Linked DNA regions of Gossypium hirsutum: region 2 is linked to region 1. The links are chromatin contacts, called in public Hi-C maps. All regions are on one chromosome and are shown on one strand. The core of a region is the stretch at or near the end of the contact, and the rest is flanking DNA. Distances in the headings are between cores, read along the strand shown. Region 1 has its middle 7.4 kb from the start of LOC107894413. Region 2 holds the start of LOC107893118 (MLO-like protein 1).

Region 1 (2,793 bases), core at 8-2,507:
ACCAAAAAGCGGACAACGTCTTCCTTTAGACATACCACCTAATTTTTTAGAGGAAGAAAGAATAGCGTTGAAATCTTCGATTGCTATCCATAGATAATTCCCCATTGGGATCGACCGTTTCAAGGTGTCCCATAAATCCTTTCGCTTTTGCCTATTAGGGCTTCCATAGACAAAAGAGATGAAAACAGCAGTATTGGAAGACGTAGATCCCACGCGAGTTAGAATAAACTGAGAGTGATTATAAATGATCTCAAGACAGACAGAATCCTTCCACCCAATCCAAATGCCCTCTGAGAAACCAATCGCTTTAACGAGATGAGAATAAGGAAACCCCAGCTTAGCAATAATATTGTTAACTTTGGAACCACTGACCCTTGTCTCAAGCAAACTAATAATATCAGGCTTATATTCCCGATTATATTCCCGAAAAATACGAGGAAACTTATTGCTAGCACATATTCATAATAAAATTAAGAAAATAAAGAGACATACCTGTTACTGTCGATTGACAGTACCCCCATCCGTGATCAAGACCGCGTCATTTGAGACAGAGTTGATGTCATTGCTAGGATTCGAATTTGAAATGAGTTCAGCCATTTCCTCTATGGATTCAACTAACGGTACTCTAAAGTTTCCGGAAGCTTTGAATCGACCTCCCCAGCTGCGTAACACATTGGATGCTTTTCGACTATTACACCCAAAAGAATCTTTACCTCTGTGTCTCTCTTTAGAAATAGGAATACCATCACCTTTCTTCCCCCGGGTTATATTGACCGAGTTATTTTTTTCTTTCTTGTGAGAAGTATTTTTAAAACTAATAGCAGAATGTTTCCCAGGGTCTAAAATACCATCAGAAATGGGGACAGAAGAACCCCCAGGATCTTCAAAAGCAAGATTGAAATGAGCTTTAATGTTATCAAAAATTTCAACATTTAAATCCCCCCGAACTTCATTGGACAAAACACCATGATCAACAACATTAAAAGTCACATCTTTACCCGAAGACAATTAAGGTAAGGATCCTGCGCCACTAAGGTTTAAAAAAGAATTAGAAACAAAATTACTAGTTAGAAAATTTTCTTTCGAAACCTGCACATTCTCATTACTCGTCATTGGCCTTTTCCCTTCAAACTTCCCCTACTTATTAAAATTCGCCTGGCCCAAATAATTAAGTTTGGTAGGCTCCATAGCAGACCCATCTCCTAGACGGCCCGAAACCATTAATTCCAAGTCTGCCGTTGTAGCTTCCTTAGGAGACCCATTGCCCAAAATGGGCTTGCTGTTTGGACCAGGAGATAAATCCACATTACCCAAATTATTATCCCCAGCCTTAGTAATTAAAACGCCCACACCTTCAACAGTCATTTTAGCATCTTCCACCGACAATTTATCATCATTAACAGCAAGAAAATTGCGATTCTTATCCCCCTCTATTAACACTGAAAACCGTGATTTTGATGTCTCCTTTCGAATTTTGGGTTCGTTAATCAATCCCTTGTTTGCTCCGGCAATGCTTTGACCATTCCTTGAACCATGCCAGGATCTACGCTTGACTAACATCCATGGACCACACTCCGGTCCCGTTTCTTCAGCAACACCACCAGCAGCCGCATCCGACCTATCAGTCACCAACTCTGATGGGCGTTCAAAGGTACGATCCTCAACCTTAGTCGGGCATAAGTCCTTTACGTGACCATATTTACCACAGCCAAAACAAACAGTAGGGAGTGCCTCATACTCCACTCTCTGAACGGCGCCATCAACCAGGACTTGAGAAATCAGGGGCTTCTTGAGGTTTAAAAACACTCCGAGGCGAGCAAAGCGACCTCTGGACCTATTGTCTGTCTGAAAGTCTAATTTGACCACTTTCCCGATAAGCCCCCCAATAGCCTCCACAATTTGTCGACGAAACAAAAACCCCGGGAGGCCTGGTAACCAAATCCATGCCAAAACCGTGCTGGGATACAGTTGCGAAGGGCTGAAGTCCTTTGTCCTTGGTTGAACAGTGAGTATTGTCCAAAGATTATCCACGGTCTTGCGAAAAAATACGATCATAGTCAGCCTTATTCACAAATCGCACCAGATAATAACCATTCTCAATATCCATGAGGTGGATCGGGGAAATAGGTTTCCAAAGACTAGTAATGCGATTTAGTAAAGTGTTATAGCCAATATTTCACCCTAAGAGTTTGATAACCAAAGTTAGTTCCATTTCTTTGAACAGGATTTCTTTAACCCGGTCAGAGAAATTAATGGTCGGAACTCCATTGATGATGGACGTTTGCACATCGTTTGCTCGTAAATCAAAATCATCATTGCTTGTATTGACTCTTCCAAAGGAAGAACCATTACAATCCATCATGGGATTATTCGGATTTTCACCAAATAACTTATCTTTCCACGAGAGCATTGATGTCAGATTAGGTTCAACAACCATATCTTCCGAGACATCTTCAACCCCGCCCGAAGCATCAACAACTCCGCCTTTAAATTTCACTTTCTTGGTGGTTTGATCCCCGATAGAGTGAGAATCATCGTCATTTTCAATAACAGCTGGTAGCAAAGGAGAGGAGAGTTCCTTAGACATTTTTTTAATAACTATTAAAAATAATTTTTCATTCAATATATATATATATGAAATTTGTTTAGTTGGTTGACATTAACGCATTAACAGCTAACCAAATACATTAACCTTTTAATATATCAGTATACGAGACATTAACGCATGGGTGGGCGTTTAATATATTAATATATTAAAGGGTTAATGTATTTTTGCTTTTTGTCTATTTTGTA
Region 2 (3,008 bases), core at 12-2,511, 120 kb before region 1:
ATTTTTATACATTATGTGAATTTAGTTTTGATTAAAAAAAACTTTCAAAATTTACACATTGTGTAATTTAATATTTTTTTGTAGTTTTACTTTTATTTATGACATTGAGGGTTAATTTTAAAAAAAATAAAAAAAAGATAAAAATTATTATCTTGAATTTTTGAGAGTTTCTATTTTTTGTATATTTTCAATCAAATTTAGTTTATAGATTTGTGCTTTTAACTTTTTAGTTGAAAGAGTTACAAAAGAATAACAAAATTGAAAAGAAGATTATATTACACAATATGTAAATGTTGACGTTAAATTTTTTTAGAATTAAGACTAAATTGATATAATGCATAAATATTGAGGATTAAAATTACTATTATGTTAATTTTAAAAACCGTGACCTCATCTTTCCATTAGTCATTTAATAGTTGGTGACTAAAAATAAAAAAAGATCAAATAATTAAATAACTAAAAAACCCTTGACATAATTGAATGACTAAAAATATAATTTACCTAATATAAAAATAATTTACTAACAAAATTAATTGTACATGTGAAATTAAAAAAATATTATTTCTCTAGAAAAATCTAAACATGATCAGTGTTTCTATATAGATTTATACTATTTATAAAATTACTAAGTTTGATATCATTACTTATGCATTAAGTGAGATTAGCTCAATTAATAAAAAGAATTAAAAAACATAAAATTAAATAAGAATAATATGTGTTTTAATAATTTATATAATAATGTTCTATAAAATATTCATTTTTCAAAATTTAACCAATTACCTACTAAAATAAATATTTATATTTCTGATTTTTGCCTATAACATTATCCCATCTTTTTAGAAATACCATTATTTGCCAAAGCATAAAATTTATATTAAAAAGTAAAAACTAATTAAAAAAAATAAAGCAATATAGTCACTTAATGAATAAAAACTAAAATATTTTAAAAGTAACTTATGTATAATTCATGCGCTGGTCTATTCAGGTCGAGGTCCAATTTTTTTTTTTTTAAATTCAAATCTGTTTTCGGACTGATCACATAAAATTCATTTTACTATTTAAAATATAATATAATATTAAAATTATATTTTACTTAATATTTTTATATATCTTGTAATTAAATTTAAATTTAAAAATATTTTTTATCATTAAAATTAAATTCAGGTTGAATTTGATAAATCGAAATAAAAAAATTATTATCCAAACTCGATTGAAATTGAATAAACTTACCGAGCCGAGCGAACTACCCGACTCTAGTCGGAACGGATTTACCGGGCTGGGCGACTTGCACAGGTGTATTACAAGGTCTATTATTATAAAGAACTGGACTTTTGGGTATCTTTTGCACAGTAACTGAGGACCGTATGTCTGTTTGAGCTTTCATGGTGTCTCATTCGAACAAAATCGTACTCTTTAATCGTGACTTTTGTGGCCTGAGCTCTTTTCTCTACGGATATCATCGTCGTCGTCATCATCTTGTTGTTTGCATATAGTGGAAGTCAAGTTCATGTCTCCATCAGGTGAAGAACCCTACTCTTCACTCTTCACTCTTCACTCTTCACATTCTCTGTCTCAGTGGTCTTCAATTTTCAACTTTTCCCCTCCCCTTTTCCCCTTTTGGTTGGTACTTTCTTGTAATTTCCAGCTCTTTTTGATGCATCTTTTTTAGTTTCCATTAACTTCTTTTTCCAAATCTCTTTTTTATTTATTTCTGTGGGCTATCATGGAGTTTTACTTCAGTGCTTGTTTTAGTTCATCTCTATCTGAACTGATCTCCATGATAGGACACTTTCTAAACTTTTGATACTTTTGATTATGATGTATATGCAACTTTTAGTTTCTCTTTTGTTGAATCTAACTTGGGGGATTTTCAGCTATTCATCTGTGCTAAAGGTAATCATGAGACTATGCTGTGCTAAAGGTAATCACGAGACTATGAACATGAACTAGATATATGGTTTCAAGGGCTGAGTGAGACATTTGTTCGAACACTTTGCAGAAGACCAAAAATTTTGCAGATAATTTAAGTCAAGAAGATTGGAATTGGCCATTGGGGTTTATTTTTTCCCTAAGAACCGAGAACTAGACCGAAAACAGTTATAGTTTGAGAAGAAAAGAGAAGAAAGGCAAAAAGGAAGAAACTTTGGAGAGAAATGAGTGGTGGAGCGGAAGAAGGGGTAACATTAGAGCATACGCCAACATGGATTGTTGCAGCAATTTGTACTGTGATTGTTGCCATTTCTTTGGCTATGGAACGTTTGCTTCATGTTGTTGGGAATGTTTTGAAGAGAAAACAACAGAAACCACTCTTTGAGGCTCTTTTGAAAGTTAAAGAGGGTAACCCATCTCCCTTTTCTCTCTAATTTTTCATATTTTGATGTTAAATTTGATTGGAAGTGTTAAAGGGAAGGCTTGTAAAAAAAAGTCTGTTTTTTCATAAAAGACAATCTTTTCTCTGTCTTTTATGTGTTCCCGAAGGAGGAAAGTTAAAAGTGGTAAATTGCATTTTTGGTTTATAGGAGAAGCTCTTTTCTGTATCTCTCCATTGGAGAAGGAATTAAGACAGAAAAAAAATGATGTTTTGAACAAGTAAAAAACAGTTAAATATTACGCTTTTTTCTTTTTGATTATATGTTGAAGGATGCGAAATTTGCATATCTTTTTGAAGTTTACGTAGAAAGAATGGTTTTTTTATATGTTTCTATTGGGAAATTCTTTTGCTATTTTACAAATTGTAACATTTAGATGTCGGTTTCTTTTGGCAGAGTTGATGCTCTTGGGGTTTATATCATTATTGCTGACAGTATTTCAGAATGCAATTTCTAAAATCTGTGTATCAAGTGACGTATTAACTAGCATGCTTCCTTGTAAAAGGGAAGACAATAAAGAAACCGGGGAGGGCTCCAATCATACGACATCACATTTTCAGAAGTATTTTGCTTTAACCCTGTCTGGTGGAACCAGGCACCTACTGGCTGAGACCCCTTCCACGGGATACTGTGCTAAGA

Evidence for each region. A called contact is a pair of places that touch in the nucleus more often than the background predicts.
Region 2: a Hi-C map of leaf shows a contact between it and region 1, with 3 times the contacts expected there. The contact joins the promoter of LOC107893118 here to the enhancer-like site in region 1. A contact is called at or near these places in 20 of 34 Hi-C or Micro-C datasets (anther, callus, cotyledon and 4 more).

What each region holds. Positions count from the first base shown.
Region 1 is chrA13:101,241,450-101,244,242 of Gossypium_hirsutum_v2.1, reverse strand. No RefSeq gene overlaps it. Among protein-coding and RNA genes, the nearest start is that of LOC107894413, 7.4 kb to the right of the region's middle. Within about 2 kb of position 1,257, at least 8 of the 9 cell types and tissues checked have an H3K27ac peak or open chromatin away from gene starts, as enhancers often do. A contact at or near this core is called in cotyledon, hypocotyl and leaf, where this site is marked.
Region 2 is chrA13:101,359,322-101,362,329 of Gossypium_hirsutum_v2.1, reverse strand. It overlaps LOC107893118 (MLO-like protein 1), which reads left to right and starts at 1,261. Exons shown (of 15, transcript XM_041085458.1): 1 at 1,261-1,520; 2 at 1,875-2,337; 3 at 2,766-3,008. The coding sequence starts at 2,154.